Linked DNA regions of Mus musculus: regions 1 and 3 are each linked to region 2. Evidence: chromatin contacts called from public HiCAR-type and promoter capture Hi-C data. All regions are on one chromosome and are shown on one strand. The core of a region is the stretch at or near the end of the contact, and the rest is flanking DNA. Distances in the headings are between cores, read along the strand shown. Region 1 holds the start of Fam219a (family with sequence similarity 219, member A). Region 2 holds the start of Npr2 (natriuretic peptide receptor 2). Region 3 holds the start of Trmo (tRNA methyltransferase O).

Region 1 (3,554 bases), core at 460-2,959, 2.1 Mb before region 2:
CAAACCGTAGAAGACACTTGTCTCCAGCTGCACGGCAATTGATTATCCAGCAAACGGAGATTGTCATACTTCCCACTGTGGTTCACCTTGGCTACTGTAACAGGCGGGTTCCTTACCTAGGAAACCACAAAGCCTACCTGTCAGTTTGGGAGCCGAAGGCCCAAGGGAAGAAGCTATTCTGGGCCACCCTGACTAACACAGAGGGAAGAGACGTGGGGAGCCCTCAAGCTTCAGGAGTTGGAGAGCACAGGTTGGCTCCAGCAGAGAGCAAGGCATCCATTACCTATTGGTTCCTGGCCTATCACGCCTCGTTTTAGATCTTACTAGCACAGGCCCCAAGGTGGGTTAAGCAATGAACATGGCCTCTACATTCTTTCCTCTCTATTCTCTAGGCCAGCTGGCTAGGCCTCTGACTTTCCTACCCATATGCTGACAGCAATGACAGTCAGGTAGCCTCAGGGCAATGGCCAGGAGGCACCTTCTTCTTTAGGCCATGCCTCCATAAACTGGCATCGCCCTCCCCCTTCCATCCCCTCGGCGCCGGCATCGATGACATCATTCCTGCCTGACTCCAGGACCACGGACCGGAGGCAGGATCCCCGCCCAGCAAAGACTCCAAACACGTAGGCCTAAGATGATAGGGGCTCTTCCGAATTCCGAACCGGTCGGCACGGCCCACTTCAGCACAGCTCCACCTCTTATCCTGGAGATACCTTCCCATGGACACCCTTGAGTCTCCATCTCGCCACCGCAAACTCTTCCCCTTCCCGATGCCCCCAGATCGAAATGGGGCTCCTCTCTCGAGAGGAAGGAAATTCCCAGGTTCTGCAATGAACCTCTGCCCCCATCAAGGCCTGGTTCCTGCTCAGCTTTGCTATATTTATCTAAAGGACCGGCGGGCAGGCCTCTCCTTTTCTAAAGGCCTATTTCCTTTCCTCCTTAGACTGATCTGCTGGCCTCCTCCCTCGCCCTGAGCATCACAGGCCTCGGGGAGCTAAACGCCTTTCTCATCCGACCCCCCGGGCTTGCTGCCAAAGATGCTCTGTGACATCCTCCTAAATTGCCCTCCACTAGAGGTGTGCACTAGAGTGCCTCCCTTGGTCCTATCCGACGGCGTTCTGCATCTGCTGACCGTGCCCTCCGCCCTTTCAGGTCCTTCGCTCGCACCGCTGGTAATCTCCCACGGTTTTCTCGCTCTGCAAATCTCCCTCCCCCGGCAAAGCGTTTTCAGGACTCCCTCTACCTTATCAGATGGCGCCCCCTCGCACAATCCCCACGGCCTAGTTCCTTCCCTCCCCTCCAGCGGCGCCCCTCCCGGCCCTGGCCTCTCCGCCGCCCGCCCCCTCACCAGCGGCTGCATCTCCGAGTGCGCGGTGGGCACCTGGAACCGGTCGATCTCCTCCATCATGGTGCCGGCGGGCGAGCGGGCCAGGGGCCGGGCGCGGCCAGGGACGCCGATGGGACCGCGCGGGGCGGCGGCCCCAGAAGCCCGGCAGATTATGCAGACTAGGCCGCCCTGGACCGGTCGGGCGGATAGGCGGATGGAAGGATGGATAGGCGGCGAGAGGCTCGCGGGATGACTGAGACCGGCGTAGCTCCGTGGGGTTGCCTAGAGCTACCGCGGCAGTAGCCCCGCGGAGCCGCAGGTCTTGCCTCGCCTCCTCCTCCGCCGCCGCCTCCTGTCAGCAGCTCAGCCACTGCGGTGACTCTGCAACTCCACTTCCGGGTCCGGGACACCGCCCGGATCCTGCATTATTCATGAGAAGGCGGTGTCTGGGTGCCCCAGCCCTTCCCACTTGCGGGAGCTCCTTGCGCGGAGGGCGGACTTATCTTTCTCTGCGGAGGCGGGGCTTAGCGGGGCCAGAGGATCCCTGCGCGCCCAAGTTCCGCCTCCTCCCCGTGTCCGGAGGGGGCGCTAGGTGCGCCTGCGCACCCGGTGCCTGTCGGTTGCTGGGTAACCGCGTCAGGGAGGAGCTGATGCTGTTCTACAAGGGCGCGAGGACCCACAACGTCAGCTGTCCCCGAAGAACCCTGGTGACTGGGAATTGAAGTGGAAGAGAGTCTGCACTTCCTGTGTGTGGTCAAGAAGGAGAAACTACTCCCCAGGAGAGGAAGCGTTTTGTAGGTTTTTCAGGGTGTGAGGTGCTTTCTATTCTTGCGGCAATGCCCTCGAAACAGATTCGTAAGCAGGTAATGTCTTACTGTGGCCTGCTGTCTTCTGAAGACCTCTGACCTTAACCGCCAGTTATTTCCTGTTGACCTCCAACCTCTCTTTCTTGTGACTCCTGGTTTGTGTTCCCACTGACCTGATTCTCCTGTTCTTTCTCACAAATCCTGCCCTCCTCTCCCAAATTTTCCTGAACCCACAGTCATTTTACTTTTAACCGAATCTGGTTTTTTCTTATTACTTCCATCTCTTCACAGACCCATCTTGTCTTGTCTTCGCCCTTAATCTCCCAACACTCCACTGAGTCCCTTCCTCATTCCCCTCTCATTCTTGTCCCAGTGGATTTTTTTATTCAACACTGCAGCATGGTCACTGCAGAGCTAAGTAAGTGGGGACATTTGCCATGTGGGAACTCAGAGAGGGGGCATGAGAACTGCACAGGAGACACGGAATAGAACAGATCGTGTGCAGGAATTTGGAGCAAGAAGTCAGAGAGGAAGAAAAAAAGACCCTTTTTCTAACCATGTTCCCTGCCCTCCAACACAAGTTTCCTTCTTATAAGACCCTCATTCACTTAGCCTTGTGAACGTTATGTTTCTGTCACCTGGCAATATGTTATCCCTTCTCACAGGAGAGTTGAATTACTCCCCAAATCACCACACATGATAAGCTAGTCTCAGGTTCTCAAGGAGCATTCTGCGATATAAAAGAATGACTCTTTCTGTCCTATAGAAATTGCTTTTATTTCCTAACGTCTAGCAGAGCATCTACTTTAAAAACAAACAAACAAACAAACAAACAAACAAAATGCTTTTCTATACTTAAGCCTAGGTATATTGAGGTTTGGAGAGCAAATCTGTGCCCATGATATCTAAGACTTCACATATTTTGGTAGAGGTTCTTGTATATCAACTTTGTGCCTTCTGCTTCTTTGACACGTGTCATCTACAGCTGAAGAACCGATCAGTCTTAGAGCTCTGTAGGCATTGAGAGGCTGTCTCTCCTTGTATTTATTGGTCATGCCCTGGTTTTATGTTGAGGCGGAATTGTGATTTGAAACTCTTGTTCTGTGCTCAAGGCAGCAGACCCTTAATTTATAGGCAGTTTGTTTTAAGTTGACATTACCAAGGTCAAGCTAGTTAGATATAATAAAACAGACCCTTTTGTATGCTTCAGGTTTTGATAGAATTGTTATGCGAATACAATGAAAACATAGAATATGTCCTCAATTACAAGAAATTCCCTGTGCCTTAGTCCAGTTGAGGTCTCCCTCCCTCCTGCCCCCTCAGCACTGGTCTGCTTTCTCTCACCACAGATGATTTGCTTTCCTGGCAGGTTATAGTTTAAACAGAATGAGTTTCTCCAGTCTCCTCAGGCGAAACACCAG
Region 2 (3,825 bases), core at 260-2,759:
TCTTGGCACTGTGATTTCTGGAGAAGTGGCTTCAAGTGGGAGAGAAACTGGCTGTCGGCATGGAGGAGAATGTGTTTATGTGCATGTCCTTTTTGATAATTTGAGAACTCCCCAAGGTGCCATAGCTGTTCCCTTTGCAATGATGTCATCTCTCACAAGCTGTTCTTCCAGATGGGGTCAGCACTCCAGATAAGGGGTACCTGGATGAACTTTCTAGCCTGGAATTTTAGGAGTGAGGTGGATCCCTAGGTGGGGGTACAATGAACTTTAATTGCTGAGGCCTGTTAGGCTTAGTCAGTCCATAAGCTCCCACCAAGTGTGGCTCAGGAAGACAAAAGGACAAGGCCCTGGGAACAGATGGCTGATGGATCCAATAGGCATAAGAGCAGAACGACCGTGGAGACAGAAACAGAGTGGAGAGTTGAGTCCCCAGGAAGAGGAGGACTCGTGGACTCCATAAAGATCCGAGAAGAATGGAGTCCTTTGGTGCCATGAGGGTCTGACTTCCTCCTGCCTGAGGAAAAGCACTCTGGCGTTGAGGAGATGGGTAGAGTTTTCCCTACCCAGGAATAAATGGATACCCAGTGATTGGGGATTTCTGACAGTTTCCTGGAGACTGGAGCATCTGCGGAAATCTGATTGAGTGAATGGACTCTAAGAAAAGTGGGGTGTCAAGGGAAGAAGGCAGGCATGAGTGAGATGGGAGCAGTCCTGTGCACAAGGGGCTTGGGGGAAGCAGAGGAAGGCCCTTACAGTATGGGGACGCCCATGAACCTCGCTGGCCTAGAGGCCCGGGGTGCTGAGCCCCTGGGGCGCTCACCGGGTGGTTTGGGGACTGGGAGGTCCCTGGGCGCCAGGCAGGGGTGGGGGTGGCAGCAGCAGCCGGAGGGTGGGGCCGGGCGGGGAGGGGAGGGGGAGGGGCGGGGTCGGGCGGCCTGCCGGGGAAGTCACACTCGGCCGCCGCCGCGGGCGCAGCGAGCGGAGACGCGCCGGGCCGAGGCGACCTGACCTGGACGAGCGAGCGGCGCGCGCGGGGGCCCAGGCGGGGGGCGGGAGGCAGCGGCGGGCAGCGCAGGCCGCCGGGCCCGGGAGAAGCGGAGCGGAGAGGAGCGGGGGACACGGGCGGGGCCGCCGCAGCTCCGGATGGGACCAGCGCCCGGGCCCGTTAGTCCAGGCAGGAGCTTCGGGAGAAGCCGTCACTGGGAGAGTCACCCCTGCCTTTCCCTCCCCTCTGGCCCAGGCCTCGCTTCGCTCCCTGCCTGCCCATGTCCCAGTCCTTCCGCGGCGGGCGCCCTCCCACCTCAGCCCGGGGCTCTGGCTTCTCGCAGCTCTTTGCTCTCCCGGCCCGATCAGCTGTGAGGTGTCCCCGGGCCGTTTCTTTGTGCCAGCCTCCCCCAAGTCCCTACCCCATCCCAGGCTCAGATTCCTCCCTTCTCGGCTTGGAATTGTCAGGCTACTTCACCTCTCACTGTCCTCATCCCGGTCGCAGGCCCCCTTGGTCTCTTCTTCCTTCTGCCACCCTATCCTTAGTCCCTGGACCTGGCTGTGGGCTGGTAGCCCACTCCTTCCCGACCCAGGTTTCCCCCCATCCTCTTCTTGCGTGGTCCCCAGCACTTTCTGTATCCGGGCCGACTAAGCTTGCCCCCACTTCTCTTCCTGGCCCTCTTCCCCAGGCTCCAGGCTGGGTGGCGCTTGTGCCTGCCCAGTAGGCCAGAGCGGCCCCTGGTTCGGGGGACCGTGGGTCAGCTGCTCTATCCCCATGGCACTGCCATCCCTGCTGCTGGTGGTGGCAGCCCTGGCAGGTGGGGTGCGTCCTCCGGGGGCACGGAACCTGACGCTGGCGGTGGTGCTGCCAGAACACAACCTGAGCTATGCCTGGGCCTGGCCACGGGTGGGTCCTGCTGTGGCACTGGCTGTGGAGGCACTGGGCCGGGCACTGCCCGTGGACCTGCGGTTTGTCAGCTCCGAACTAGACGGCGCCTGCTCTGAGTACCTGGCACCACTGCGCGCTGTGGACCTCAAGCTGTACCATGACCCCGACCTTCTGTTGGGCCCCGGTTGTGTGTACCCCGCTGCCTCTGTGGCTCGCTTTGCCTCACACTGGCGCCTTCCCCTCCTGACTGCGGGGGCAGTGGCCTCTGGCTTTGCAGCTAAGAATGAGCATTATCGTACCCTGGTTCGCACTGGCCCCTCTGCGCCCAAGCTGGGTGAGTTTGTAGTGACATTGCACGGGCACTTCAATTGGACAGCTCGGGCTGCTTTGCTGTATCTGGATGCTCGCACAGATGACCGGCCCCACTACTTCACCATCGAGGGCGTCTTTGAGGCCCTGCAGGGCAGCAACCTCAGTGTGCAGCACCAGGTGTATGCCCGAGAGCCAGGTGGCCCTGAGCAAGCCACCCACTTCATCAGAGCCAACGGGCGCAGTAAGTGTGGCCCGGGCTGTTTTAGAAACAGGGGAGGTGGGCCGCTATGTCCCTGGAGCAGTGCAACACAGAGAAATAGGCAGAGATAGGAAGGGGAGAGTTCTATGTGATGGTTGGGATGGAGGAACTTTTGAGGACAGAGCTCCTGAGAGAACCTGGCATCAGTCAGAGGTCAGCAAGGCTGAGCCTGGGGCTGGGGTTTGAGTAGTGGATGTGGGTGATGTCTGATCTGAAATGTGCACCTGTCTGTGAGCAGAGACCCCTTAGATTGGAACACAAAGCCTCTTGGTAGCATAGAGATGACTCTATGGGTTCAGGTTTGATTGGGAAAGCAGGTAAGGCTCACACAAAAATTGTGAGCACAAGTGCTTGTGAGCCTAGGGAGAGGTAGGCAGGAGGGGACGTGGGGGCTGTGAAGTCTAGCAAACACAGCTTTGGGGGAAGGAGGGGCTTGGGTCATCACGCCAGTCTCTGGGGTCTGGAGTTGGGCTCTGACTTGGACCAGATGGTCCATGTGGCCCCAGGGCACTTGCGACATGAGCTCTAAGGGGAGGGATGGGAACATCTGTTGGGTGGTCGATGGGTAGGGCACTCTCTTGTAATGGGATGACTCAGAGAGGAGGGGGGACCTGGATGCTGTCTCAGGGTGCCCTTCTGTCCTGTGCACTCCCAGTTGTGTATATCTGCGGCCCCCTGGAAATGCTGCATGAGATCCTGCTTCAGGCCCAGAGGGAGAACCTGACCAATGGGGACTATGTCTTCTTTTACCTTGATGTCTTTGGGGAGAGTCTCCGAGCAGGCCCCACCCGTGCAACAGGCCGGCCATGGCAGGACAATCGAACCCAGGAACAGGCCCAGGCCCTCAGAGAGGCCTTTCAGGTACCTTTGGAACCCAAACTAAAGATGGGAAGACTCACTTGGTTGGAGGATCTGTTTCTCCCAAGACCCTCCTGAAGGCTCTGGAATAGGGCAGGTGTGGTGTGCTATGGAAGGGAAATGGTCAGAAATGTTCTGTGTCTGGTCTCACTCTTCCTTCCTGAGATTTGTGACTGTTACCTAGTGTGCTTGCCAAGACTGACCTTGGCCGCTACCAGAGATCTTAGGATGCTTTCCTAAGTGCCAGCAGTGAGCTGGAAGGCAGGAAGGGAAAGACCTGAGCCTTGTCCTGGGAAGGGCTGTCATCCTTATTGGAGAGGCAAGGTGAAACTATAATATAGTGTGTGAGGAAAGGAGACAGTTTTGTGCATGAAACAGGTCCCAAGAGACAGCGGTTCTGGAGAGGAATGGTGGATATAGGCTTTTGTAAAGGAAATGAATCTGTTGTAATTTTCATGGCACACGCCAGACCCACAGAGTGGTGAAACAGGGATCCAGAAGACTGTTCAGGGGACAGACAGTT
Region 3 (3,998 bases), core at 1,161-3,660, 2.8 Mb after region 2:
TTCTTCTGTAAAAGGTCGAATGATTAATATTTTAGGATTTGTGGCCAGCCAGTCACTGTTTCAACTATTCTGCAAATGGAGCAGAGTTTTACACTGGTAGCCACACACAATACGTAAACCAATAGGTATGCCACAGAAAATACACAGAATGCTGCTACAGTCGGCACAGCTGTGATCCCATAAATGTATAATGTAAGCAATAGACCATGTGTCGTCCACAGACCACAGTCTGCTGAGTCTTGTTCTAGAGACCAGCATAATGACCCACAGGCAGAATCAAGGAGGTGTTTAGTTAAAGCTAAACAGAAGAGAGACGTCATAATTAAAACAAGCAGTATTAAAACATGTTCCGTCAGTGAATCACAAATTCCTAATGGTGTCCAAGTATGCAAACAATCAAATGCACAAATTGAATATGGGAATCCATACATAATCCATATATATAGACGAGGGTGGTATAGCTGACAAACCTCAAAGCTGCCTTCATTTGTCACACTCTCTCAGGGCCCGAGCTGCCACTTCTAACCAGAAAACGACTTACCAAACATGAGAAAACTCTTCTAGGCCCATCAAGGAATGCTCAGGGTTATTAAAGATGTTCTTTCTGATCTTCAAACAGGCTCTGGAGTGGCTACAGATGGATGGCTGCCTTGGAGTGCCAATCTTGGCTGGGAAACATGATTCCAAGTACCCTATTGGCTCAGTTAAAAGATTCCCTATGGAAGAAAACTGGATGAGAATCATTACTCAAAGGGTCCAAGAGGTAAGAAAACATGTTTTCCTCTCAGTATTGACTTCATAGTTCTAAAATCTAGGTACAACACAACTATTAAAATCATGTTTAAATAAAGTCCTGCTATGTAACTCATGCCAGCCTCAAACGTATACACCTCCAGCATTAGCCCCATCCCCTAACTGCTGGGATCACAACTGTGCACCAGCATACCCACCTCAATTTTTACTTATAGTCATAAAAATTCATAAATTATATTAATACATGTGTTGATTGTATATTATGCAGTATAAACTATAATTTATAATTATTTCTTTTTATGTTCTTTATAGGGACACTCCAGATCTCCATTTTATTTAATTTGCATCAAACCTATCTATCCTATTATATCTTATTAGCACAACCAGTAAGATCTAGCACTAACTCTCACAATATGTTTCCTTGCTTTTTGCTTATACAAACTCTTTTTACTGTTGTGATGTATTAGACCTATTTTAAATCCTTGGGAGACAGAGGCAGGCAGATCCCTGAGTTGGAGGTAAGCCAGAGCTACGAACACACAATTTTTTTTTTTTTAAAGTCTTTAGGTGTAGCTCAGGTATACCCAGAACCCTTCCTGCCACAAGAAGAGGGCAGCACAAAGTGGAGATTCTTAGAGGTTCTAATTCATTACCTCAAAGCTCTAAACCAACAAGAGGACAGCCTGGTCTACAGAGTGAGCACAGGCCAGCCGGGGCTTCACAGAAAAATCCTGTCTCCAGGGTAGGAGTGTGGAGACAAAAATACTCTTATACAGAGGGGGGAAAAGAATATATATATATATATATATATATATATATATATATATATATATATACATACATACACATATAGTATGTATGTAAGTTAAAGCATAATACACCTGCCAGCCACTCCAAAGACCTCAGTGCCACTTCTTGCATCTCTGTCGACTGCTTCCAGGAGCTGCAATCTGATCTTTATCATCGTTTACTTCCTTTCAGAAAGAGATCTTATCATATGTACTTTCGAGCCTAAACAATACATTTTGAATTCTATAAAAGCTGACACCACCCTGTAAATTATCTATATAAACTGCCTTTCTCTCTCCATCTATATTGTGTGCGCTTCTGACAACTTTGACGTTTTCTCCAAGAATATTTACAATTACTACTGTATAGTTTTTGTTTGTTTGGGGGTTTTGTTTTTAAATCCTCATCCATGTACTGGTGGGAAAAGATTAAAGGCGAAGAAACTTGGACCAAATGAGGGCATCAGTCACACACATCCCACCTTCCTGTAACCCCCTACGGAAAAAGACCACACTACACACGTGGCCGACGCAGCTACTGTACTGAAACTAAGCCCAGACCACACCCCGTGTACCAAGATCCTAATACGTCACTCCCGTTAGCCTTAGCATGTCACGTGGTCGTCGAGACACGTGACCCTTACTTTGGCGGCAAGGACAAGAATGTACGTCAGGTGGCTCGCGTTCTTCTGGCCAGGGAAGCGGGCCGCCTAGCTTAGGGTGCGGCGCCACCTTTTTCCATAACGTTACCTGCCTCCAGGGCCGGCTGAACGCACCCACATGGGGCCGCCGTAGCACACGAGCCCTGCTTCTCCAAGCCGCGCATGGTTACAGGCCGCTGAGTCGTCCGCGCGCCCAACGCTGATTTCCGCTTCCGCGCGTTAGGCTTTGGCGCCTGCGCAGTTGTCGCTAGGTGCCGGGTCTTGGAGAACGCGCTCAATGGCGGCCGAGCTGCCGCGTGGAGGGTGGGTTCCCGGACGCCGTGAGGCCCATCATTCACCCACCACGCGGCGATGGCGGCCTCGCGACAGCCTGCACCATACCCTCCGAAGGTGGGACATGTGGATAAAGATGTACACGCAAAGATACCCTTGAATTATAAGCGGCCTCGGTGACCAAAAATAACCTTGAGTTTAAAGGGAAAGGATGTGAATGTCCATCTATGATCACATAGCAAAAGAACTGGAGTTTGGGACTTTTTTTTTTCCATTTATTGTGTGCGCGGGAGCATGTCAAAGTCAAATGACAAAATGCCGGAGCCGATACTCCTCATGGCCGCGTAGCTCCCAGGATCAAAGTCAGGTCGTGTTAGCCGGTTCCTTTACTCGCTGAGCCAACTAGCGGCCCAAGAGCTGGACGTTAAATGTTTAAAATTTCCCTTGGACGTGGGCATACGTGTTATATTTATCACTCCCCTCCACTTTTTAAGTAATAACTATTTGTCGGAAAAGGGCAAGAAAATCAAGAATGGTAGGTGTTACAAGCAAGCTAGGCTAGAAGTTATTAAGTGAGAACGTTTGTGCTCCAAACCACTGGAACCGAAATAAGGATGAAGAGCCAGCAAAAACCGTATTTTCTCTCCCTGCTCCAATTGCCTGCTCTTTAGCCACTTGTAAGATTCTTTAACCGCCCCTCCCCCCCAAAAAAAGATTCTTTAACCCAAACTCTTTGCATACATGATTATGTTTGGGGATTTCAAAATCTTGTTGGTTTCGAAGAGAGGGGGGAATCCACCTGACATTACCTGTAATATAAAATATTAAAAAATGCGAATCCACGGATTAAAGGCTTAACCGTGAAAAGCTGTTTCCAAGTGTTTGTTGTCACTGACTAAACAAGTCCCTAGTAGGAAATAATCAGTATTAGGAGACAGGTTTTTGAGAGAAAGTTGTGAATTCTTAAGTTAAAACTGATACTGTGCCCTCTGTCAGTTTTGTCCATGAAATTTCCAAAAGTTTTTTACCCCCCTTTTTCTTGTAGAAGATAGAGTTGTTGTCTAGCTGGAGAAACAAGTTTGTGTGCCTTTGGGCAACACGTACACGCTGTAAAAATGGGCTAAGCTGCAGTTGCCACTAGTCGGCGCTGTTAATAAGACAGTCAAAAGTGAAAGGGGCTTGCCCTCCATCAAGATCTGCCACTCACTGCGTCTAATTCCCAACTCTGCCAACCACTGAGACTCAAAACCAAGTAGACTTGGAGATACTAGACCTAGGAATCTGTCATTAAAAATAGCGGAGCAAAAGGAGCTGGAGCGATGGCTCAGCAGTTCAAAGCACCAGCCAAGTTTCCAGAGGATTCAGGTTTGATTCTCAGTACCCACGTAGTAGCTCGCAACTTATGGTAACTCCACTTCCAGGGGATCTGATGCCTCTTCTGACCTCCACAGGCACCTACACACACATTTAAAAGCTGGGCCTGATGGCTCATGTTATAATCCCAGCACTGGGGAGACAGAGG

Evidence for each region. Promoter capture Hi-C pulls out the DNA fragments that hold promoters and counts their contacts. HiCAR-type assays count read pairs that join an accessible place to other places.
Region 1: a contact with region 2 is called in a promoter capture Hi-C map of liver, with 2.5 times the contacts expected there. The contact joins the promoter of Fam219a here to the promoter of Npr2 in region 2.
Region 3: a HiCAR-type map of astrocytes shows a contact between it and region 2, with 4 times the contacts expected there. The contact joins the promoter of Trmo here to the promoter of Npr2 in region 2.

Annotation. Positions count from the first base shown.
Region 1 is chr4:41,567,829-41,571,382 of GRCm38.p6, forward strand. It overlaps Fam219a (family with sequence similarity 219, member A), which reads right to left and starts at 1,710. Exons shown (of 6, transcript NM_001159583.2): 1 at 1,349-1,710. The coding sequence starts at 1,408. It overlaps Dnaic1 (dynein, axonemal, intermediate chain 1), which reads left to right and starts at 1,966. Exons shown (of 20, transcript NM_175138.4): 1 at 1,966-2,190. The coding sequence starts at 2,164.
Region 2 is chr4:43,630,426-43,634,250 of GRCm38.p6, forward strand. Npr2 (natriuretic peptide receptor 2) reads left to right here and starts at 1,510. Exons shown (of 22, transcript NM_173788.4): 1 at 1,510-2,426; 2 at 3,100-3,305. The coding sequence starts at 1,760.
Region 3 is chr4:46,387,027-46,391,024 of GRCm38.p6, forward strand. It overlaps Trmo (tRNA methyltransferase O), which reads right to left and starts at 2,411. Exons shown (of 5, transcript NM_001347095.1): 1 at 2,292-2,411; 2 at 542-716. The coding sequence starts at 2,367.